Regions from separate parts of the Mus musculus genome. Here all the other regions are linked to region 6. The links are chromatin contacts, called in public HiCAR-type and HiChIP or PLAC-seq maps. All regions are on one chromosome and are shown on one strand. The core of a region is the stretch at or near the end of the contact, and the rest is flanking DNA. Distances in the headings are between cores, read along the strand shown.

Region 1 (3,307 bases), core at 484-2,983, 810 kb before region 6:
AGAAGGAATCGTGCTGTGGCCAAGGATACCAGGCATGGATGAAGAGGTCTTACATGTGAACTCCTCTCGGCCAGTTATTGGTTAATGGTCTATGGTAAGATGTAGCACCTCTCCCTAGTATCTAAAATGGTAGTGGTGTTACTAACCAATGGACAGGATTAAGTAAAACGCATGTAGCATACATCTATAGTAGTAGGGCAGCTGGTACCCAGGAAATATTCATGACGTCATCCTCCTTTATTAACAGGAAGGCAAAAGCCACCCCACATCCACCCCTATTATTCGAAAGAACCGGGTCATACCACATGGTCACTCACAGGACTCCAATTTAATATACACAGAGACACCTAGAGAGTCGGGAAGGATCTGGAACATGGCCTCATCTGAACGATGAGTAATGGGAGCTGGAAGGCAAGGTGTTGACATTCTAAGTGTTAATAATGCTCAACATACTGAGGGCTATAAATGTTCATGTAAGCCAAAGGTTATTGTTTCTTTCTGCTTGTTTGTCTTTTCCTTTCTGTTCTCTGTTTGGGGAGCAGGGTGTCCCTGTATATAGCCCTGGCTAGCCTAGACTCTCAAGTGTTCTATGTGACCATAGGCTAGTCTTGAGTTCTTCTTCTTCTGACTATGGTAATCATGACCAGCTGGATTTGTTGTTATTTTGTTTTGTTTACCTTGCTGTTATGGTTTTCCTTTTGCCCTTTTGTTGTTTTGAGTCAAATCTCACTCCATAACCCTGGCTGGCCTGGAGCTCACTATGTAGACTAGGCTGTGTTTGAACCCACAAAAACCTACCTGTCTCTGCCTTCTGGGTGCGGGCAGTAATGGTATGCACCACCACTCCTGGCCCAAAGCTGATTTTTTTTTTTTTTTCAAGACAGGGCTTCTCTGTGTAGCCCTGGCTGTCCTGGAACTCACTCTGTAGACCAGGCTGGCCTTGAACTCAGAAATCCGCCTGCCTCTGCCTCCCGAGTGCTGGGATTAAAGACCTGCGCCACCATGCCCGGCTCCAAAGCTAATTCTTAAAGCAAAAAGATTAAATGGAAGTTTCTTTAATGTAATATGGTTAATTAAGGCCATTAAGGGCTTGCCATCTTCTGGGGTCCCAATATTCCACCATCATGACTTAAATAGCTGGTGTGGTAGCACATGCCTTTAATCCTAGCACTCAGAAAGCACAGGCAAGAAGAGTTAGAGACCAGCCTGGTCTACATAATGAGTTAGTTTCAGGGCAGTCCTTGCCTACACAGAGAATCCCTGTTTCAAAAAACCAAAAACAGAAAAGAAAAAAACTAGAAAAGAAAAAGAAAAAAGAAAACACCAGAAGCTTGTCTGCCTGACTCCTTGATATTCCACTCACATCAGACAGGCAGAAACAGGAAAGCACAGCTGGAAAGCCTCAGGTCCAGGTGTGGAAAGAAAACAAACAAATTGCAATGTTGGAGCCACAGAAACACGAAGACTCCTGGGGCAATGAGCAAACAGGCAGGTCCCATGCCGAGGGCAAAGGAGAAACGTCTTATTCTTATTACTGACAACTGTTTTTGAGCCCTTCTTTCAATAGACATCAACTCTGGGACGTCTCTCAAAAGTCAAGATGACGATAATTTGCCCAGGCTCCTGGAAAAGACCCCAAGGACCCCAAGCAACATTTTCTCACACACCTCCCGCCACCCCCAGCCCCAGGCTCCTTTGTGGCTAGCTTCTGGAACCAAACCAGTCACGTGACAGCTCCACTGTGGTAAGAATCTCATTTTCAACTCAAGTTCATGCACAGGTTATAGATGGGAGGAGTGACGGTTTCACCTCAAACAACTCTCTGACCCCTAAGGTACGGGAAACTGGGAGTAGGGAGCCTCTGTTTCACAAAACGGCTCTTGCATATGAGCGTGCCTGTTCCAACAGCTGTCTGTCCATCGACCCATACAACTGTGTGAACGCACCACCCCGGAGGAGCAGACAGTCAGACTTGCTTTGCGGTTTCTTGAGAGCTGAAAGTTCTCTGCTCACTCCATTATTTCTCTTCTGGATGCTCTCAGTTTTCATCCTAAAAGACATTTGCTTTTGCCAAAATATATAATGTAGAAGTGCTCTGACAGACACCGGACGCATGTGGGTTGGTTCTTATCCTCAAACTTAAAACATCTGAGAAGCTGAGAGCGGAGAGGGCTCGATTCCTACCCAGTTCTGCTCTGTAAACGGGATGTTCCTCTTAACACCTGCAGCAGCAGGCAGTAAATGTACGCCTGTCTTTCCAGATGCAGATGGAGGGAAGAGAAATGTCCATTTTTCTCAAGTAGCCCATGAGCTGGTGGGTTACTAAAGAACGCCACTGGATTCCGTGTGTGACATCTAATGTTCTGGAATCTACTGCCCATGGTAGGGGGGGCGGCAAACTGATCTAACAAAGCATGAACATTTCTACCAGCGCATCAATCAGAGCCTGGGGAGCAAGTCTTTACTCAGGCATCCCCAGCTGCTCGTTCACACATTTGGGTCTGCAAGGATGCAATCTCATATGGGAAATAAACTAGTTAGGACATGTCCACATTTTCCTTTTGCCCAGACTACTTGCCTCTTCTGAATGGCCTTATAAAAAGACCGGGGGGGGGGGGGGGGGTGAGGAGAGGATCAGTTTCACTTTCTTCTTTTTGATGTGGATAGAACAAATAATGCTTATTTTAATTGACTACGCTGTTGGGAGGAAAGCCTACTGTGAAAATTAAATGTGCTATCAAAATCTATTGGGGTTTCGGGGAGGGAGGTTGTTGTTGGGTTTGAGGGGGGGTCGTCTTCGGTTTTCTTTTTTTGTTTTTCTTTTTTTAAAGGAAAGTCTGATTCTGTCATGACAGTTTCCCTGATTCACAAACACGGCAGCGGTTCAATGACTCATTTTATACCTGGTAATCGAAGTTTAGGCTCCCTTGTTGTGAATACAGTGGTTGGAAAGTCCTACCAGAACCTAACAGCCCATGACCCACTGACCCACTGAGCAGACTTCTTTCTTAAGTTCCTGCTTCATTCTGAGTAAGGGCCACAGTCTCGGTGACATAGCAAAGTAAAAGGCAACACAGGGCTGGCGAGATGGCTCAGCACTTAAGAGCCTAGGCTCACATCTGTCTGTAATTCCATCTCCTGGGGATCTGGCCTCTTCTAGCCTTTGCTAGATACTCAAATGGTACCCAGACACACATACATGCACAACACCCGTAGACATAAAGAATGAAAACTTATATAATAATAAAATTAAAAGAGATGACACACTGGTCAAGCCCCTGCCTGGCTCGCTTCATCCCTCTCCGGT
Region 2 (3,191 bases), core at 466-2,965, 910 kb before region 6:
TATCAACATGACTAGGAAGCATCCTCTAAACTTACAAAGTCACAGGACAGAAAGCACAGTGAGGAAAAGCTCGTGGGAGGCCCTGAAGCATGATGGTTAAAACAGGTCAGGTATGATGGCCTCAGCCTGGGATGGAGAAAAGATCTGCACATGGGACCTCGCACCTTAGCTATGGAAACTGAAATGTGTATTAGTGGCTGGTTAACACTAGTTATGGGTTTCAGGGCACATCCATGTCCATACATGATCTAGAGGTTAGTCTTGTGATGGTCCCAAAGCCATAATTCCTTGTCCACTCTGACCTCAGATGCTTGCCTATCTAGTTGGATAAAGCAGAGTTCAGCTGATGTCACTGTATCAACAGCATGTGACACCAATCAACGGCAGCTTCTGTCCCCCCTTCTCTGAGCTGGATTTCATCATCTCTCCACCATATCCGGTCTCCTTCCATGGTCCAGCAGTGATGTATTCAGGATCCCTCCCTACCTTAGGGCTACATTCTGGCTCTGCCTGGATACACTCAAAATTTTCCCAACACTTGAGGACTGAGCCATGTCCGGTCATGGCAGGGACCTTTGGGTCACTGTTATCATGGTAATCTTTATGTTTACAAAGAGAAAAATATTAGTCTCGCTGAGTTCGTAGCAATCCTGTTCAACTTAAATCTTACAGCTACATAAGACATGAAGCATACTGTGCCTGACATCCTACTCTATTACAAAGAAGTCAGGCAAGGAGACCCATCTGTTTAGTAAGAAATATTTTACTCATTAGAGAGTGACATCATTGCCCTCTGAAATTAGGAGAATTTTGTCAGCAGATGGGGGAAAAATAAGATTCCATTCTCCTCCCAAAGGTACTGGGCCACACTGAAATAATCACTTTGGCAGCTTCCAAATTATCTAGTTGTCGCCAAACTTGAGGAAAGGGGAAGAGGAGGAGGAGAAGGAGAAAGAGGAGGAGGAAGCAATGGAAGAAGAGAAGATAATTATAGGAGACTTTTATTTGGAAAAAGTATATGGGAATTTGAAGTAACATTACTATCCCCTGGAGAAAAAGGACTGTCAGCACTTAATTCATTTTAAAAACTTTAAAAATTAATAGGCGGCCCAATGGAACGCAAGTATGTGTCACCTTCTACAGTGTACTTGCTCTATTCTGTTTCCTAAACTCAAGAACATGGAATTGCTTTTAACCACCCTCAAAACAATGTGCTATCTTCTTTTTCCCAAAGGAGGAGGGGAAAAAAAAAAAAACAGATCCCAACAGTCCTACCACCAAACCTAGGGCGACTCTGAGCCCAAGAAGCCAACCCACTCCAAAGCTACAAGCTCCCTGGAAGCAGAGAAAATGTTTTTCCTTCTTCCCCTGGGGGTGGGAAGGATGGAGGAAGGCGACTGACTTCCCCTCCATAGGTAAAGCCTTGGGTGACTTTTCTGCATGTTGTCATCCCATTCAGGGGTCAGGGGGACCGGCTGTTGATATGAAGTAGCTGATGGTCACAGTGAAAGGACCAAGAATGACTAGGGAGCCAGCAGCAATAGGAGACCTCCCTTGTGAGAGCCTGGGAGGTGCACCCAACGCACGTCAATGACGTGAGACACCCTGCAGATTCTAGCAAACTCTCCCGACCCCTGGCCCCGCACATCCCCAAGAGCCCCAGGCTCTCAAGCAGCCCCATGCCAATGGAGACGGCTGACTCAGAACAGCACTGCCAAGTGGGGCAATCACACATGAACTGGAAAGTCCAGTGTTCATTCCCGAAGTCTCTAAGTCTCCTCAGAGACTGGGTGTGTTGCAAAGTCACATTGCTTTGGCATCTCAGGCTACTGACTCATGGTTCAGGCACAGTGACTTCTCAGGACAGGGCTGTCTAACAACTTAGTCTAGGCACACGACAATGCAGAAATACAGAGAGCCCAAGGAATCTAGTAAGCACAGAAGGAGGCTATAGAGACCCACCTATGCCACCAGGCCCGCAGGTGAGCCCATGCCATTCCTAAAGTCACAATCTGTATATCTATTTGGTTTTGTCTATAGAATTAATAAGAAGATGCAAGTTCTAAGCTAAAGGATCCAGGCTGAATGCCTATCTTTAAAAAGATAGATAGATAGATAGATAGATAGATAGATAGATAGATAGATAGATAGATAGATAATTAGCTCTGAGGAGGTTGTTTATCATCAGTGAATTAGCAAAACCATCAGGATACGATTGCTGAACACTGAACCACTGGATGGCCTTCTCAGAGAGATCAGAAAAATGATCAGCCTCCTCTGCCAAAAAAGTGTTAGAGCCCAGCAAAATACACTTCCCCATCAACAAGTAAAGAAAGGCTCGTGCATTAACACTTAGAAACTGCATGGCCAAGGCAAGAGACGAATCATCAAAGTTCCCTCCCACTTAAAAACAAACCAGACGAGCAAACAGCAGAGACTTCTGGATTCTGAAAAGAAACTGTTCCTGCCTCTATTTTTCATGACTCAGGAACAGTGGATATGGAACTGGGAATCGGTGAGTGACAGCTGATCAGCTGATCACAGAGCTGCCTAATCAATATTAAGCCTCTGGAACTCACTAGAATGGTAGACTTGAATAAAGACAGGGTGGCTCTGCTGGCATGAACCAACGGGTGTGAGTTGTGACAGAGCTGGGGTGGGGAGGAGTCCAGTACCAGGATGCCTCTGGAGACCACATTCTGTCACTTATGGGGCTGTCCAGTCGGAGACAGCATTGGCCACACAACTGGACTACACAAGAGAGACCTCAGCTGAATCTTGGAAGAACTGGGACGGGGCAGGGAGAGCTACTGTTACACAAACGTAACACTCCTGACATCAGCTCCAGTACAAAATGTGACTAGAGTCACCCCAGTGCGATCAGGTTGGGAAAACATGTATGATGGCTAATTAAAATCCAAGATGTGACAAGTAGAGGGGGGGAAAGTGGGTAGCAAAAGGGAACACACGAACTTTGGAAAAATGGAAGCAAGTTTTTGATCTTATATCTTCACTAGGGAAAAAATATACATGCATGCGTGCACGCGCGCACACACACACACACACACACACACACACACACATGAGCCATATGGAAATTGCAGTTGCTTCACTGTGTGAACTAGTTTAAGGGGCTGGAGTAAATGCACTTACTTCTCCTGAAGAGAACTCAGGTTTAGTTCCCAGCACCC
Region 3 (3,183 bases), core at 405-2,904, 760 kb before region 6:
ACTGAGCTAGGTCCCCGGTCTCTTTTACTGTGTTCCAAACTCTTGCACAGACTTTTCTGCATCCCACAAGGCATGGTGTCTCAGATACAGTTGCTCCCACTAAAAGTCCCTGACTTGTCTGTGCAAAAAGAGGATGGTGCTTGTAAATGTGGAGTGGGGCATGCACCTCTATTGCAGTTCACCTCCATACCTTAAGCCTTAATAAAGGAACTAGCCTTTCCATTAAAAAAAAAAGTTGGCAGCAAGTCTCAATCTCAGTCTATTAATGGCATGGAGGTAACTGCGTTTCCTATAGCCACATCCTTCTATTGTATCCATATCTTGGCTGCCCTAAGAGATGATCATTTGCTGGTCTGTTCTGACAGTGGACAGGTCAGCTTGGAGCAACCTGAGGCTAGAAGCCATTGTGAGACCAGGCTGACCTCAAACTCACTCTTCCTGCCGTCATTTCTCAAATTCTGGGGCTACAGATGTCTGCCATCATGCCCAGCATTTAAAACAATATCTTTCACTCTTTGCTTGTTTGCTTGTTTTTCAAGACAGGGTCTCTCTGTGCAGCCTTAGTTGTCCTGGAACTCACTGTGTTGACCAGGCTGGCCTCCGACTGCTTCTGCCTCCCCTCACCAGAGACTAAAGGTTTGAGCCACCACTGGCTAGCCTAAAACAATACTTTTAATTCAGATAAATGCCATTAAGTTTTATGCTTATATACAACATATATACATACATACATACATACAATGTATGTGCGTAGATAAAGGAAACATGTGTGATACAGCAGAGAAAGAGAGGTAAGACAGAGGGAGATAGTGTTTGTAAAACACCAGAAGACAGATCCAGATAAGGCAAAGGAAAGAGACAACAGAAAGTATTGTGTTTATTCTATGTCCTGCTTGTTCCCGCAGCAAATCTCCGAGAGCCCAAGCTGTCTCTCTTCCATATTTTCTGTCCTAATATTCAGAACTCATTTTGGAACCAGCCTTCTCTTTCTACACCCAAATCATCAGATTAGCTGAGTTATTTCAGGGTAAAATTAAGTAAAATATGTTTGTTGTATAAATATCAATGGATAACCCATTAAACCACGAGCCAAGCGATCCGATTGACTCATTCCAACCAACCAAGCGATTTGCTTTCCAGTAAAACAGAGCCAACTTAAATCGACTAAGAGGCTGGGCAAAATTTTAATAACCTAATTCACCAGGCAGCTGCCATTAGCCACACCAGGGAGGTGACAGGTCGTTCTGGTAGGGCCACATTCTCCGTGCAAACCATATATCACCTTGTGAAGCCTGTAAGCAACAAGGGGTGGAAGCCATACAATGGGAGGCACGGAGCGTGGGGCGGCTGCAGAAGCTGGCTCGTAAATATCCTGTTCCAGGAGGATTTGGCAGCTCATTATACTGTAAGCTCTTCTAGGGCAGGATTCTCGCATCTTCTCTCCAGTTGCCTATGAAGGTGGTGTTATGAATGTGGAAAGTGGTCAGTTTTATGGAGGCATGGAAAGATGACTAAAAAGAAGTTTTTTGGTTTTTTTTTTTTCCCCACGTGTGTTTAAAAATACCAAGATCGGGTCATCTGACCTAGGTCTAGTTGAACACATTGTACAAAGCAATTCTCTAAGGAGGCTGAACCCCGTGGTTGGAATGCTCTGCTCTCAGACCTTGGGTACTGATGTTTCCAAAAACATGGGGAGCTGATGACTCTGCTAACACCCAGTGAGCCCAGTGCGATTTCTCCCTTTTGTACAGTAACGCCGAAGCAGTCGGGAAGGAGCCTGGCAGTTAGGATACAAAGCCTCCTTCCTGTGGTAATGTTCATTATTCAGGCACTGTAAAGACCCCAGATAGAGCACACTCCAGGGCTTTCTCTCAGGTCCTTGCCCAGTGTTTTTCAGACTTTGACCCCGTCACAGTGCCCTGAGGGGCTCCAGAGGGTCTGATCCAGGTAAAGTGGCCCAAGTCCGAAGATGACTCGTTCTAGCAGGTTCTTAGGAGACTGTTGCTGGTTTAGGAACTGTGCCCACCAGGACAGCTGCTGTTCAGATCCTTCTTCTACTTTTGTTTCTTTAAACATAACACAGCACTGGATTTCAGAATGCAGCGATCACTGGATGGCTCCGTTGTATAAGGAAACAACTTAAGTGAAGCCAAGGACTTTTGTGGAGGTCGGATTCTTGGCAACCTCGACTAGTTTACACACACTCAGAATTAAGATGAAAAGGCCCGCAAGTTAGGATGAAGCTACTAAAAGTATACTATTCATCAGGGGCAGCATCAGAAAGCCCACTCAGGTCTGTGTATAAAAGGATCAAACACACAGGGAACAGCTTACAAGCATCGACTGCAACACAGTGACAAAAGAAATTTGAATTACCAGAGAGGATTCTGCATCATTGAGTTTGACCTGATAGTAGTTGTGGAGTTATTGCTACATTACTAACAAAACACAATAATTGATTTTTAAAATACCGAGGCCATTCTTTTGATTTATCTATTTAATTTTTTATCTGTTTATTTACTTATAGGAGAGGATCCTAGATATCCACAGTTGGTCTCCAGGTCACTATGTAGGTGAGTATGACCTCAAACATCTGCCTCTTCTGCTTCACGTTCCCAAGTGCTGGGGTTAAAGCATCACAGTTGGCTTTGCACAGCACCAACCCAGGGCTTGTATGTGCTAGGCAAGCACTCTACCGACTGAGCTACAGCCCAGCCCTACCCTACTGAAGACACTCTTTTCTTAGGTTTTTGTTTGTTTGTTTGTTTGTTTTGAGACAGGGTTTCTCTGTATAGCTCTGGCTATCCTGGAATTCACTCTGTAGACCAGGCTGGCCTCGAACTCAGAAATCTGCCTGCCTCTGCCTCCCAAGTGCTGGGATTAAAGGCGTGCACCATCACTGCCTGGTTCTCTAAATTTTTAAAAGTAAGTTAAGTTAAATTTGATTATGTTTATTTGTGTGTGTGTGTGTGTACGCTTGTGTGTGTGTTGTCTGTGGTCAAGTATGTGCCACAGCCTACAGGTGAATGGCAGAGGGCAGCTTTGTGGAGTTAGTTCTCTTGTTTACATGGGTTCCAGTGATGGAACTCACTCTTGCCCTTGCTTCAGTTTCTGGACGGAGGCATCCTATTGGCCCTACTGAAGCTTGTTCTTATACAACTTCCTCCTGCTACATCTAAATTT
Region 4 (3,111 bases), core at 263-2,762, 930 kb before region 6:
ACTCTTTCCAGGTTGTATGCTAAGATATCGGAGACAGGTTCCTTCCCATCGCTCAGTAGAGGGCTAGAAAGCCTGGAGCATTGAGTGGAGGAAGCTCTCATGTCTCCCGCGAGCACCAGCTCTTAAAGGAGCAGACTCCTTCCAGAGGAAAAATGGATTTAAAAAAGCAATGAAAAAAATCTTTGAGCTCTGGTGATCTACATTAATGAAGCACAAGGAAAAATTATTGTTTTCGTTCATTCATGGCTGTACAGATAATTATAAAATCGTTCTCTGGCTGATGCTTAGGATGAGGAGAGCGAGCCAATGGGATGATCATGCACTGACAACATGTTGGGAGTGAGACTGAATTCCAAAGGGACAAGATTCCAAGGTGTCATGCAAGTCTGTGTTCCGAAACAAAAAAACCAAAAAACCAAAAAAAAACAAAAACCAAAAAACAAACAAACAAACAAAACCCAAAAAACTTGAATGAATAAAAATTAAAAGCAAGACACGTGACTGTTTCCACTGAATTTAAAGCGTTATCATTTCCCTGAGGTTTGGTCAAGCAAGTATGGCATCTCTAAAGAACAAAAAAGATCAAGTTTGAAAATTAAAGCAAACTGTGCACTTTAGGGTAAAGTGAAGAAAGACAACGGGAACAGAAGGGAGCATTTTACGTGAGAGAAGAAAGAAGTTAGAGAGTGTAGCCCAGTGGTAGAGCTCTTACTTAAACATGCATGAGGCTGTGGGTTCAAGCCCAGTAAGAAATAAGACAGCCAATCAAAAATGCCCATCACTTTCTACTCTTAAGACATTGACTTTAGCCTATGTTATCCAAGTAATGAGGAAATTATTTTTTTTTCTAATTATACAACTGTATTCACAAGAGTGGCTATGCACAGATTTCTAATTTGGGTATTAAAAGTGCCCAGTACTGTCTTCAGCTCTTAGCATCTTAAAAGCCTCCAGCTCACCATGCCATCGTTACTGAGTGGTGCTGATGTTTGAAAGCCAGCTGGCAGATGATGAACCTGGCTCAACTCTGACACCAAGCCCAGTGTTTTATAAAAGATATGAAGGTTAGAGCACACCAGAGACTGAATGAATGGGTGACGAAGAAAATTCTGATATTAAAACAAAACAAAACAAAACAAACCAGAAAAATCAAAACACTGTTGCCAGGATACAGAAAGAGACAGAAACAAAGTTTTCTCAACAGATCGGTAGCATTAAAAAAAAAAGTGTTATAAGGCTCATAAGGATGGGAAAAGGCAGAAAGTAAAATCTAGGACGGAAGTCAACACACATGGGAATTATTTTCAAAACCCGAAAGCGAGGAAAGACCCACAGATCCTCTGAGAACCAGGGGAGGTCACTTGAAGGATGGCGGTGGCCAATCCGTCTTCGATTTCACAAAAGCAGAACTCAGTTGCTTGAATTTAAATTACAGTTATACAGTTCTGGACAAGAGCATCCTATTCATGAGTGTGCAGGAACCCTGGGAAAAGGGACCCTGGAAGCCCATTCTTCTCCACAGGTTCTTTCAGATCGTTCAAAGGGGCTCTGCGCCAGCGGCCCCGGGAGGATTAAGCAAGGTGCCAGAGCGCAGCACTGCCAGCTCCGCCTCACTCAGTCCCCTTTTACATGGGCCATTGTGCAGACTCGGAGTTAGGTGGGAATCCAGGGGGAATATCTATACTTTCAAGTTCAAACTAAGTCACTCTCTGAAAGGAAAAGCTAAACTAGGCTTCCCTGATCCTTCAATATGAAAACTGAAAAACAAAAATTCATGAAACGAGCAATCGTGTAAGTAAGCCCTTTTCTTTGCTGTGCACAAGAATCTGAGTGGCAGCTGTGGAGGGCATTACTACATGCCAAGTCCTGTATTTTAAAAAGTAAAAATATTGAACTGGTTTAATTAAAATAAAAAGGCTTTAAGTGATTCTCCTCCTCCCCCCCCCCCCCCCCCCGGCCTCTCTTAGATGTAAGAACTTTCTGGCTAGCTCTACTATTAAAGAAATGTACTTAAGGATGGTGATGGCAGACTGTCTATCAGTTCATTCCTATTGTTTTCATTAATGGAAAAAAGCAGGCATCTCTTCCAGGGTTCAATGTCCTTCTGATTCGAATCAGCTTCTTTGGGGTCAAGTGACAAGATGGCCAGATATAAAGACAGCCACTTCTAGAAGTTACCCCGCACCCTGGAAGATCAACTTCAAGGTTTAGTTCCAGTTAAGAATATCATTGGCCAGAGGGCAGACAGAAATAAGAAAAATGCACCGCTATAGAAAGATGAAGGGCGAGAAATCGGAGGGTGACAGGAATGGACCCCGAAGTGGTGAGTTAGTTGAAGGAAGGCAGCTTTGTGAGAAGAGAGGCCATAACACTTGACTACACATCATGGAAATGACAAGGCCTTCCTCATGACCATCCTGGCGACTCACAGACTTCTGGTGGATTCTCAAGAGAACCCTTTTAGTACAGCGGTCCACCGTGGCAGCCCACTTCCTCTTTGCCTCCTCATCCTCCTCCAGCAAGCACCGCCTCAGGTCCTGCTTCTCCACCTTGCTCAGCGTCCTGTCCGAGGCAGGACGCACGAGCTGGGTCAGGTTCAGGTGGCTGTAGAGGCTCCGCTCCACCACGTAGGTGATATTGAACTCGCTGACTGAGGTGCGCCCTCGGCCCCTCCTGCCAGCGAAGCCGCAGCCACTGCCACCCTTGGGCTTGGGCCGTGGCAGCAGGTCACAGGTGCTGCCATTTACTCCTTTTCTGGAGGGACGCTGGCAGAGAAAAGTTCTGGAACAGGAGTAATTAGTATCCGTTTTCTTCAAGCGGATTTGCTTACGGATACTCTGAACCTCCTCCAAGGACACCAGAAAGTGGTGCCTGCGCCGATGGTTGTCATAGAAGAAAACACCATCGGTACTTACCCCGTGACTCAAAGACCCAAGACCTTTCTTCATTTCCCCCTCTGTGAGGGAGCGGGACACTTTCTGGGCCTTCTCTTCTTCTGGATAGGAGAAGAATGTCCCCATCTTCTTAGGGGGCTTAATCAGGCCCCGACTCTCTCCTTTGCTGAAGGTTTTGACCAACTTCCGGCCAGCTCCCCACGTATCCAGGCTGCTG
Region 5 (3,279 bases), core at 533-3,032, 790 kb before region 6:
AATTCTAACGTAGGTAAATATGTCTTTTATTATGTATTTGAAAGCACAGACAGAAATCTTTAACCCAGGAAAATGAGATACACTGAACTTCAAGATGTCCAAAAAGATGAGACATAGGCTCTATTTGCAAGAAAAAATATATACAGAGCTGTATTCATTGACCATCTACCATTCATCTGGCAATATGCTGAGTGCATCATACACATGGACATAGTGCCTCTCATAAAACCCAAGACACATGTCTTCCTGTTTTTCAAGTGAATTGGAGAGTCAGGAGTGAATGACCTTGATATGGTAATTGTAGACAGACAACTGGGGAGCAGGGATTTGAACCAGGCTAACTAACTTCAAAGCCCAAGACTTTAACCACTATGGAGAAAACTAAACACTGTATCGTGCCCAAAGAGGCACTGCTAAAACCCTGGGGAGCAGGGATTTGAACCAGACTAACTCGCTCCAAAGCCCAAGACCTTAACCACTATGAAGAAAACTATATCGTTCCTAAAGAGACACGGCTAACACCAGAGACACGGCTAACACCCTATCCATCCAAGGTAAAATTTCATCCTCAGTAGAACTACTTTCCAGAACTAAGATAAATCCATAGGCAGTTTTAACCACTGGCCAGTTCAAAACCTCTTTTGGGGGGGTTTGGTTGGTTGGTTGGTTTTGGTTTTTGGGTTTTTTTGTTTGTTTGTTTTGTTTTGTTTTGTTTTTGATTTTGGGTTTTTTTTGTTGTTGTTTTTGTTTTGTTTTTGTTTTTGGGGGATTGTTTTGTTTTGTTTTCGAGACAGATTTTCTCTGTGTAGTCCTGGCTGTCCTGGAACTCACTCTGTAGACCAGGCTGGCCTCGAACTCAGAAATTCGACTGCCTCTGCCACCCAGGTGCTGGAATTAAAGGCGTGCGCCACCACGCCCGGCAGTTCAAAACCCCTTATCAGCACAGATTCAGCAATATATGCCTTATTGTTCTCAGCGCCAAACATATAAAACAAATATCCTGTAATTCTACAAACTAGAAGAGCTGAGGGCAGAGCAAGTAAACACCGTGGTAGTTCTGCACAAGGAAACGGTTGTTTTCCTCTCATGGGCACAGGACAAGCCCTGTGCGGATAAACATCAATACCGAGAGGCCATGAGGAGTCCACTCGCCAAATATTTACAAGTAGTATTTACATCTACTCTTTCTGGCTTTTTCCACGCCAACTTTTCTAAGCAGGTGTCCCTAATTACAGTCGATTGTTCAAGAGGTGTCTCTGATGTGACCCGACAAGTAGGGGTTTTTTTTTTTTGTTTGGTTGGTTTGGTTTGGTTTGGTTTTTCTAAATTACAGTTTCAACCCCTATATAGAGAATACAGCGGAAAGAAGAAGGGTGACCAATAGGTGGGCGAGGGGTGAGCCCCGCTTCCCCCGCCTGCCTCCCCAGGTAGCTCACCAGGATGCCCATCACGTCGGTCCAGAGGCGGGAGATTGACTCGGAGACACCGGCCTCGGGCTCCAGCTCCCGGGCGGGATCCACCTCCGGCTCAGGCTCCGGCGCCGGGCTAGCAGCTCCCGCGTCCTCCTCCATGGCCGCGTCCCCGTGCGTCCGCGTCCGGGTCCCCGCGCTGCCCACCGCTCGCAGCAGCGCGTCGGCCGACGGGGCGCAAGTTCCCCGCCCGCGGCGTCACCGGGCCGCGCCCCCGCGTCGCATGCCCCAGGCTCCGCTGGGTACGAGCACCACTGCCAGGACTGGCACCTCGATCCCGGGCGACCGCGATTGACAACTCCAGAAACTTTTCCTAGCCCGGCCCCGCGCAGCAACAGGGTAGCTGGAGCAGAGTCCACAACACTGGCTGCGGCGGGGAGTTCACGGGACCAGGGAGACAAGAGCCACACCGCACGGGTGCTGCGTCCTGCTTCGGGGACCGGCTCCGGGTGGCACACCACTCGCCTCTACTGGAGAGTTTGTGCAGGGCTGGGCAGGGGACAGTGACGCCTGTGGACCCGGGCTAATTAGTCCTGGACCCCTCTCTTTAGAATGAGCTCTTCCAACTCCACATGACTCCCTCCCCTCCAGGCTCAAGAAAGCGTTTAGCAACAAAAGGTGCTCTGATGTCAGGCGCTTTGCATGGAAATGAGCCTCAGCCTGGCCAACAAATCGCCTTTTGAAAGCGCCACCGCGCCACGGGCCCGGGGCCCTGCACAAGTCCCCAATCGCGCCATTCACCCGCGCCTTCCGCCACTGAAACTGCAGAAAGTTAATCTTTAAGCCGCTCGCTGAGTTCGAGTTTAAGAGGAGTCCGTATGGTGACAACCCCTGGAATTACAGTCCTGTCTGTCAGGCTTCTTGGAAAACAAAGTGTGACAAAGCTCGCCTGGTCACGAGCCATTGTTTGGGTCGTAAGTCCGGGCGTTTCGGCTCCCGAGTGGCCGCAGTGCTGTGCACTTCTAGGGTTTTCGGATACTTAAATGAGACCCTCTCTGAGCTGTAAGGGTGTGTTTTGTTTTGTTTTGTTTTGTTTTGTTTTGTTTTGTTTTGTTTTGTTTTGTTTTACGTGGAAGAAACAGGCAAGGGGTATGTTCAAAATAAAAGTTAATTTTATGGCCGCTAAGCCCATGCACAGTTCAGGCCTCGATATGTTAATCAAGTGAAAATGCCAGAGGGAAATATCCCTGAAGAGGTCCTTTTTCCCTCTTCTCCCCCTCCTCCTCCTTTTAAAAACCAATCAAAAAATTTTTTCTAAGAGATGACAGTGCCTATCCTATTTGATTTTGTGGCTGCTCACTTTGTGAAACTAAAGAAACCCACGGAATCTGCCCCTTATTAAGGAGGTGGAGTGGAGAGGGGATGAAGTGAGGGTCCCCCGGATAGAACAATTACTTCTGAAGTGTCTTCATCTCTTTCTCAGCTTTCATACATTGAGAACAGCAGTCTAAGTAATGGGTGAATAGCTCTCACCCACAATGTCAAAACGTAAAAAGAAGTAAAACCCTAGCATAGCAGTATGGGCCTATAAGGCTGGGAAGTAGAGACATCGGGATTTTCGTGGCTTTAGTGGCTGCCATTCCAGACAGCTGGTAAGCTCCAGGTTCATGGAGAGATTGATCATGTCTCAAAAAATAAGGTGGTGTATGGTAGAGAAAGACACCTGACATCACTCTGCCGTCCACAGGTATGTGTATAAGTGAATGTACACACACAAGATTTTACCACCCCTTCTCAAACTTTTTTGGTTGGGAGGGTAGTGTGTGTGTGTGTGTGTGTGTGTGTGTGTGTGTGTGTGTGTGGTGTAGTG
Region 6 (3,550 bases), core at 232-2,731:
TGTGAGGATTGCTTTCTAGGTACTGAAATGTCACCTCTTCCTGGCCTTCCTTACACATGTGCCTTGGAGTTTTGAAAAGAATCTATCTTCCTTTCATCTGAATCACTAGTGATACCACAGACCCCAGATGACCCGTTTGCTCAGCATCCCATTACCCGGAATCCTTAAGCTTTAGGAGCCTCCTGTGAATAGGCACAAGTTTTGTGTTTAGCACGCCCCCCCCCCCCACCACCACCACACACACATAGGTTCCTGTTAATGGGACACTTCTCCATAGCATGGAATTGAGAACAGCAGGCCCTGAATTCCCCTACTCCTTTGGCAATAGTCACCCACTCCTCTTGGAAGTTTCTCAAAACTCAGAAGAAAAAAGTAAAGAAAAAGAGGAAGGTTGAAAATAAGGCAGATGTGACCCATCTTTTTTTTTTTTTTCACTCTTCCAAGCCAGACACTACTAGAGGCATTAGGATTTCCCAGAGGCATTAGGATTTCCCGGTGGCCACCAAAAGCAAGCACCCATTGCTCAGAACCTGACAATCGAGCCCATATGCTAGGGTGCTGTTAAGAGTTGTCTACATGCAAAATATGAGTGAGCAGCTATTATTAGAGACGCCAGCACAGAAGGAATAGATAGATAACGCAGAAAACGGGAGAACCAGACACCCCGAACACCCTGGTTTCTCAATTGTCACCTAGACTGACTGCTGAGCCGCTGCAGAAGCTCCAGGCCTGGTTCCCTCCCGCCATGCCCAAGGTCGCCCTGGCGGGGCCTCCTTACCTTGCGTGAGTATGGGGGTTTGCTCAGGTGGATGCCATCGCGGACCAGCTTATCCCGGATCATGATCTTCAGCTTCAGCTTAGGGTAGCTCACCAGCTCCCTGCTGCAGGGAGCGCCCGGCTGGCCACGGGGGTCCCCGCGAGTGCCCTGGGCTGAGCTGCCACATGGCTCCCCCCGGCGGCCTGGGGGCACCGCTTCTACCAGCGGTGCCGGTGGCACGGGCTGCGGTTCAAGGGTGAAGTAGAGGCCGGCAGCGGCCGCATCCTGTTCCCGCAGCCGGTGCACAGCCTCTAGGATGCGCCGGCGGTGCGCGGGAGCCAGCACCCCGATGGCGTCCAGGTCCGGGTCTCCGATCTGCTTGCACACTTCCAGGTCATCGTAGCCATTATCCACGAAGGACTCAGCGTACTGTGGGAGCTGTAACGCTTTCAGCCACTCGTAAACTATGTTGGTGCACATGGCTGAGACTCGGAACTCGCCAGCGAGTACCCAAGTGACACGGGCGGCACCAGTTCTTGCAACTTTTAATCCTCTCCTGGAAAGGGGTGGGGAGAAGAAACAGCAGGAAAAGTTTCTCCCTTAGTGGTTAGGCTCCGGCCGCAGAGTCAGAGCCATAGAAAGCAGCCGGGGAGGGAGCGAGAGAAAACGAGGAGCGTCTAGCGGCGAAGTGGATTCCCCGAGCAGGCGCGGCGCTCGCGGGCACTGGCGGCTGGGCGAGCGGCTGGGCTCCGCGCCGCCCCTGGATGCGCGGCCACCGCGGGGAGGGGCGCGCAGGCGGGGCCGGGCACACCCCTCGCACCCGCGCGGGTCACCGTCGCGCTGCGCCGCCCAGGAGGTTCCCCAGCTGGGGCAGTCTGGGGAGTGCTCGCTGCATGTCGCTATCTGGCCGGCTCCGTGGACGTCTGCAACCGGGTCCCACGCCGTGGAGGCGGCTCCGGCGGGCAGACCGGTGGATGATGGCGAGCGCCTGGTCTGTGCGCTTGTCAGTCACTGTCGTTCCCGGGGTCACGGTGACCCGGTGGCTATTAAGCTTCCGGACTCCGGTGGCTGCCCTGGATATCTTTCGACATTTCTTTTGAATCCGACTTCTCCAAACCCCTAGATTTTTTTTTCTTCGCTCAGTTCCCAAGCCAGTGGGTACTCTCGCCTGGGTGTCCAAGGGGAGGACCCGGTCACTGGTCCTGAGAGAAGCTGTTGAGTCCAGTGTCCCTTCTCCTTTCCCGATGCACGTAGAATGTCCTTTCAAAGGAGCGGGTTGCTAAGGCTCCACAGGCACGGTGTGTCTGGCTCTGTGGTGCTGCGCTCTGTGCCCCAAGCAGCTGCGTTTTGGCAGCAGGGTGGGAGCGACGTGGGGACTGTCCAGCCTGATGGGCGCGAGGCCCCTCCTCGCTATAACTAGTCACACCGGGTGGGTGTCGGGAGGGGCACGACTGCTCCCGATTGCCTCTCCCTCCAAGGCCATCTGACCTGCGAAAGTTTGGGGTGGGTTGTTACTTTCTCCTCCTCGGTCAGCGCATCCCTACCTGATCGGCATCCCTCCCCACCCCCACCTTCCTTCCAGCCACACAAGCACACCGCGTTGTGTCAGACCCCCTCAATCTCTCCCTGCCTTTTTGCTTTCTATTCACTTCGCGTTACAGCTCTTCTGCCCCAGGTGGCTCCCTGCCCAGGGACAAGAGAGGTTTTCTGCCTCCGAGACAGGGACCACAGCCGACTCCCCCTTCTCTGCCCCAGGGTCGCGTGTTAATTGATACACCACCACATACACCACCACGCAGCTGTGTTAAAGAGAACACTAGGGCATCTAGCACTTCTGCCTAGATGGGAGTAACAAAATTAACCGAGATTCCCTCCTGGTGCCCATGGCCCAGCTTTGAATGGAGGCGGGGGAGTGGGGAGGAGAAGGGCGACCCCCCGGAGTTCCTAGGCCTCTTTTCACTTCGTCTGATCTTTGGGGAAGCAGTTAGAACCTTAAGAAACCTTGCAGGCAGCAACAATTTCCTTTTCACAAAAGTAACACTCAGCTTCACTCTAGAGCCAGACCTGGCCAATACCCTTCCTGAAAGAGTCCTTCTGGGGCCCTACCTGTCTCTAGGCACAACACTAATGATGGCACTGCCCATCCGTGGCTTTAGAGTCGTTCCCCGTGGCTCCAGGACCGTTGGCTGTGGGTAAGGGACTCTCTGTGCCACGTTTCCACTAAATTAGTGAAGCTTAAACCCCTCTTGGGACAGACACTGAGAATCAAACTAACTCTCTCTCTCTCTCTCTCTCTCTCTCTCTCTCTCTCTCTCTCTCTCTCTCTCTCCTTTATGGTCTGTAAAATACCTGATATGGGTGAACCCAAAATGCGTCCCGTATTTCTACAATAGCTGGGGCCTATATGCTGAGTCCCAAGCTCCTGGATCCAAACGTCTCATACTGAAAAATAGCTACCAGGAAGAACCTTCTGTTTGGGAAGAAGAAAGACTACAACGCGGGTAGTCACGGAGCCGTGTCTGCCCGCAGTCCTAGATCACCCGCGTTTCCGTGTTCAGAGACTAGATTATGGTTCTGATCCTGGAGCAAGGCTCTGGGTTACCCCGGACCCTCCCTACCTAGCACGGATTGTAACTTGCCCTCCGTCCCTTGCCAAAGCAAGCTCACAGTGCCCTCTTGTGTCCAAGTGCTGGAATTTTAAGGCGTTGCCCAAGTCCCAAACTTGTTTTGTTCGGCTGAAGGAAGAAGAGGGCTTTATGGTTCCTATTTGCCTTCGTAATGTACAGATAATGC
Region 7 (3,448 bases), core at 638-3,137, 740 kb before region 6:
TTACTGTGGATATTTCCGGATACAGATGATACCGCTCCCACTATTTTGTATGTTTCCTATACTTCCCCGTCAACGGGGAAGCACCTCATTGGCTCAGTGTGAAATCTGAATAGACACACATGCTCTAAGCAGGCAGTGTTCTTGCTCATCTGTGTATACTGGTGCAATGTGATGACCACAGGTTTCCCTTGTGACCATGTGTGTGTGAGTGTTCATGCAGACACGTGCACACGCACACAAACACACACATGCACACTCACCACCCTGCCACTCCGCCCACCTTCTGCCCAGCTAGAGCTCTGTGGAAGGAAGGCATGTGGCAGGAGTCGGTGGCAGCTGTCTCAGAACCCAGGTGGCTTCAGGGTGAGCATCACAGCTGCTGCGGGGAATGGGGGGTGGGGATGGGAGTGTGGGGTGAGGAGGTGGGGGGAGTGGGTGAGGAAGATGGCCTTGACCTCCAGTTACCTCTGTCCACTCAGCCATTCAAAAGGAAAGTAACTACTCTAAGGACCCATGATGTCTCAGGACAAGGAGGCCAGCAAGCTTGGTGGCAAGCAAGTGGCAATCTTGCTGGAGAGGACTGGGAGGCAGTGGGGAATCTCTTCAGGCATCCCTGGGATACGGGTCTTTGAAGGGTCCCTACCCTTAGCCTTCTTTAGCAGAGAAAGAGGCTCAGAACCTGAAGTTGTAACAGCGACAAGTGAGGCTAGGACAAAGGGCCAGGCTTGAGCTGGACTTTGGAGAAGGGATACCACATTGGGTGGGGTCTCTTTATACAGCTCTGGCTGTCTTTGAACTCCCTATGTGGCCTTGAATTCACAGATTCACCTGTCTCAGCTTCCTGATTGCCATCCATCAAGTCACGTAGGGGTCTTATCTCAAATTTCACTGAACACATATGCAAATATGTGATCTTATCAGGATGGTGGTCAAAGTGCTTCATAAGCTTCTCCCCACATCAAGTCAGACAGCACCCAGTGTTTCATCCCCTCCTGTCTCCACACATCTGCCTACCCCTCCGCTGACAACCATTCTTAACTCTTTCAGTTGTTTTTTGTTTATTTTTTATTCTGGCATTTTCTCATTTTTAAAGCATGAGCTTATTTTTGCTATTTCTTTGTCTCCCTATGGGGAACATATAGGTATTATCTACTGACCTGAAAAATAATTGCCTTTAGTTTTGGTTCAAGAACCAGGCAATGACCAGGTGGTGGTGGCACATGCCTTTAATTCCGGCACTTGAGACTGAGGCAGGTGGATTGATCTCTGTGAAGTTAGCCTGCTCTATGGGTTGAGTTCCAGGACAGCCAGGGCTACACAAAGAGAAACCCTGCCTCAGAGAACAACCAGCCCATAATTCATTCTATAAGATAGAACTGAACATTCCTATGCATTGGATTCCTAAACCGTAAGCTGTTTATTTCTTCTCAGTACTGCAGATTGGAACTCGGAGCCTCACACGCGCATGCCAGGCAAGCTCCCTGCTGCTTAGGTGTGTCCCCAAACTTCTTTTGACCTTTTCAGGCAGGGTCTTACTAAGTGGTCCAGGTTGGTTTTGGGCTCCCTCCATAATCTAGGCAAGCCCAGCCTGTCTGTCAAGTCGCAAGGACCGCAGGTCTGCTGCACTGGGCCCAGCTTACAAGTGATAGTTAATCATCCATCTTGCTCTCCCCGTCATTTTCCTTCTTCTCTTCTCACTGTATTATGTCAATACTGTTGACAGGCAGAAGCTGCAGGCGGGACTTGAACGGCACACTGTCTACTCATAAAGATGTCTAGGCTGAGTTAAGGTCTGAGGACTTCTGGGAGGGAAGGGCCTGGGACAGCTTTAGACTGCAGTGAGATTCTGAGGAATTCAGTCAGTCTCAAGGGAGATTCAAAACAGAGCCACGTGATGTTCTGGGTGGGACCAGCTAGCTGCTCAGTTCTTTTCTTGCTATGCTCAGATAGTGTTGTTTTCTGTGAGGACAGCAGGGGACTGACTCAGTGTGACCCACTCCTTAGTCAAGCCAGCCTCAAGAGTTTCTCAACCTGTAGGTCCTGAACCCTTTGGGGGTTCACATATCAGATATCCTGCATATTACAATTGATAACAGTATCACAATTACAGATATGAAGCGAAATTACAGATATGAAATAATTTTATGGTTGGGGTCACCACAATATGAGGAACTGTATTAAGCATCAGGAACACTGCGAACCACTGCTTTAAAGGCAGGTGAGAGCAGTGTGCCTTTATGGCTGTCAGGTTTATATTTATATATTTTTATAACTTTAGGATCTGTTCTTATCAAGGGCTTTACCTTCGTATATGCTATAACCAGATTTTATACTGTTATATTTCTTGGAGTTTCCTTTTGTATTTAGAAATTTGTGTGTGTATGTGTGATGCCCCCCTCAATTGCTCTCCACTTTCCTTCATTTATTTTTGAATATTCTTTTCTTCATCTGTATCTCCTTCAATTTCTTTCATCAGTGTCTTGCTTCTCCATTTTTTTTTTGGACAGGATTTCACATTAAACCCTAAATTTAACTGGGAGTCCAAAGATTGGACTGGCTGGCCAGCGAGCCCCATGCACTTCCTGTCTCTGGCTCCTCAGTTCTGGGATTACACCCACACACTGTCACTGTTCCAACTGGTTTCTTTCCCCATGAGTGCTGGAGATCCAGTTTAGGCCTGCACACTAGCAAGGCAAGCATGTCGCACACTGAACCACGCTTCTGAGGAAGCACACCTCACGATTCCCTGAGGACTTTCCTTCTAATTTGCTTGCTGTTGGGTTTGAAGTGCTGGGATTGAGTTTAGAGCCTCAGATGTGGGGACAAATGCTCTACCACTGAGCCACATCCCTAGTCTTCTCTCATAATCTTATTGGACAGGGTCTTCCAGAAATTTCCAGGAGGAGATTAATGTTGTTGGTCTACTGAGGAAAGGTCTCAGACATCACCTGTCCTTATAATCCTGAGGTCAATGCCTCCTGGTGTCTCATCTTCTTGATGGAAAGGACTGTTTGGTTTCATGTTGCTGTGTGTTATTCTCTCTCTCTCTCTCTCTCTCTCTCTCTCTCTCTCTCTCTCTCTCTCTCTCTCTCTCCCTTTCTCCCTCCCTCCCTTCCTCCCTCTTCCTCCATTCCCTCCATTCCTTCCTTCCTCACTGTTTTTAGAACCTCCTTCTTCCTCTTTTTTGAAATTCCACAGTGATGTGTGGGTTTTTTGTTTGTTTTGTTTTTTGTTTCCTTGTTAGATGCTGGCAGTTAATTTAATAATAATGATGATAATAATAATAATACCCCTTGCAACAAAGAGGACACCTTCCATCTCCTGGGTTGCTGGTGGGCAGGGAAGGGCAGGCTGTGTAAAAACTGTCTGACTACTTGCTTCCTCCTTGGCTGCCTGAGGGTTGGCTGCCTTCTTGACACAGTAACTAGTCAGACCTTGAAGTTTATGA

The links. HiCAR-type assays count read pairs that join an accessible place to other places. HiChIP or PLAC-seq counts read pairs in DNA pulled down with a chosen protein or histone mark.
Region 1: a contact with region 6 is called in an H3K4me3 HiChIP or PLAC-seq map of embryonic forebrain, with 9 times the contacts expected there. The contact joins the enhancer-like site here to the promoter of Samd5 in region 6. A contact is called at or near these places in 5 of 39 promoter capture datasets (cranial neural crest, embryonic stem cells, frontonasal cranial neural crest and 2 more) and 5 of 115 datasets of contacts at active chromatin or transcription factors (craniofacial prominence, embryonic basal ganglia, embryonic forebrain and 2 more).
Region 2: an H3K27ac HiChIP or PLAC-seq map of embryonic fibroblasts shows a contact between it and region 6, with 8 times the contacts expected there. The contact joins the enhancer-like site here to the promoter of Samd5 in region 6. A contact is called at or near these places in 11 of 39 promoter capture datasets (the 3T3-L1 cell line, 3T3-L1-derived adipocytes, the C10 cell line and 7 more), 2 of 484 Hi-C or Micro-C datasets (both in uterus), 13 of 115 datasets of contacts at active chromatin or transcription factors (craniofacial prominence, differentiating embryonic stem cells, embryonic basal ganglia and 10 more) and 1 of 9 other capture datasets (embryonic stem cells).
Region 3: a contact with region 6 is called in an H3K4me3 HiChIP or PLAC-seq map of embryonic limb bud, with 5 times the contacts expected there. The contact joins the enhancer-like site here to the promoter of Samd5 in region 6. A contact is called at or near these places in 7 of 39 promoter capture datasets (the 3T3-L1 cell line, cranial neural crest, embryonic stem cells and 2 more), 5 of 484 Hi-C or Micro-C datasets (the N1E-115 cell line, embryonic stem cells and uterus), 13 of 115 datasets of contacts at active chromatin or transcription factors (craniofacial prominence, embryonic basal ganglia, embryonic forebrain and 9 more) and 1 of 9 other capture datasets (embryonic stem cells).
Region 4: a contact with region 6 is called in an H3K4me3 HiChIP or PLAC-seq map of forebrain, with 9 times the contacts expected there. The contact joins the enhancer-like site here to the promoter of Samd5 in region 6. A contact is called at or near these places in 11 of 39 promoter capture datasets (the 3T3-L1 cell line, 3T3-L1-derived adipocytes, the C10 cell line and 8 more), 1 of 15 datasets of contacts at CTCF or cohesin (embryonic stem cells), 37 of 484 Hi-C or Micro-C datasets (the C2C12 cell line, the N1E-115 cell line, adipose-derived mesenchymal stem cells and 19 more), 13 of 115 datasets of contacts at active chromatin or transcription factors (astrocytes, craniofacial prominence, differentiating embryonic stem cells and 10 more) and 1 of 9 other capture datasets (embryonic stem cells).
Region 5: a HiCAR-type map of astrocytes shows a contact between it and region 6, with 5 times the contacts expected there. The contact joins the promoter of Sash1 here to the promoter of Samd5 in region 6. A contact is called at or near these places in 5 of 39 promoter capture datasets (cranial neural crest, embryonic stem cells, hippocampal neurons and 2 more), 7 of 484 Hi-C or Micro-C datasets (the N1E-115 cell line, cardiomyocytes, embryonic limb bud and 3 more) and 17 of 115 datasets of contacts at active chromatin or transcription factors (SST interneurons, astrocytes, cardiomyocytes and 9 more).
Region 7: a contact with region 6 is called in an H3K4me3 HiChIP or PLAC-seq map of stem cell-derived neural progenitor cells, with 14 read pairs. The contact joins the enhancer-like site here to the promoter of Samd5 in region 6. A contact is called at or near these places in 4 of 39 promoter capture datasets (the 3T3-L1 cell line, cranial neural crest, embryonic stem cells and 1 more), 3 of 484 Hi-C or Micro-C datasets (cerebral cortex, embryonic fibroblasts and palatal mesenchyme) and 6 of 115 datasets of contacts at active chromatin or transcription factors (embryonic basal ganglia, embryonic forebrain, embryonic midbrain and 3 more).

The regions. Positions count from the first base shown.
Region 1 is chr10:8,859,123-8,862,429 of GRCm38.p6, forward strand. All of the region lies in intron 1 of Sash1 (SAM and SH3 domain containing 1), which reads right to left. Among named protein-coding and RNA genes, the nearest start is that of Sash1, 25 kb to the right of the region's middle. Within about 2 kb of position 1,734, at least 10 of the 459 cell types and tissues checked have an H3K27ac peak or open chromatin away from gene starts, as enhancers often do.
Region 2 is chr10:8,767,111-8,770,301 of GRCm38.p6, forward strand. The region is part of intron 8 of Sash1 (SAM and SH3 domain containing 1); the gene reads right to left. Among named protein-coding and RNA genes, the nearest start is that of Gm25410, 55 kb to the right of the region's middle. Within about 2 kb of position 1,716, at least 58 of the 459 cell types and tissues checked have an H3K27ac peak or open chromatin away from gene starts, as enhancers often do. A contact at or near this core is called in embryonic fibroblasts and uterus, where this site is marked.
Region 3 is chr10:8,909,122-8,912,304 of GRCm38.p6, forward strand. It overlaps a transcript of Sash1 not described here. Among named protein-coding and RNA genes, the nearest start is that of Sash1, 25 kb to the left of the region's middle. Within about 2 kb of position 1,655, at least 14 of the 459 cell types and tissues checked have an H3K27ac peak or open chromatin away from gene starts, as enhancers often do. A contact at or near this core is called in embryonic limb bud and uterus, where this site is marked.
Region 4 is chr10:8,748,224-8,751,334 of GRCm38.p6, forward strand. It overlaps Sash1 (SAM and SH3 domain containing 1), which reads right to left. Exons shown (of 20, transcript NM_175155.4): 10 at 2,916-3,111. Among named protein-coding and RNA genes, the nearest start is that of Gm25410, 74 kb to the right of the region's middle. Within about 2 kb of position 1,513, at least 18 of the 459 cell types and tissues checked have an H3K27ac peak or open chromatin away from gene starts, as enhancers often do. A contact at or near this core is called in cerebral cortex, forebrain and stem cell-derived neurons, where this site is marked.
Region 5 is chr10:8,884,288-8,887,566 of GRCm38.p6, forward strand. Sash1 (SAM and SH3 domain containing 1) reads right to left here and starts at 1,783. Exons shown (of 20, transcript NM_175155.4): 1 at 1,437-1,783. The coding sequence starts at 1,571.
Region 6 is chr10:9,673,727-9,677,276 of GRCm38.p6, forward strand. Samd5 (sterile alpha motif domain containing 5) reads right to left here and starts at 1,482. Exons shown (of 2, transcript NM_177271.3): 1 at 779-1,482. The coding sequence starts at 1,237.
Region 7 is chr10:8,933,929-8,937,376 of GRCm38.p6, forward strand. It overlaps a transcript of Sash1 not described here. Among named protein-coding and RNA genes, the nearest start is that of Sash1, 50 kb to the left of the region's middle. Within about 2 kb of position 1,888, at least 49 of the 459 cell types and tissues checked have an H3K27ac peak or open chromatin away from gene starts, as enhancers often do.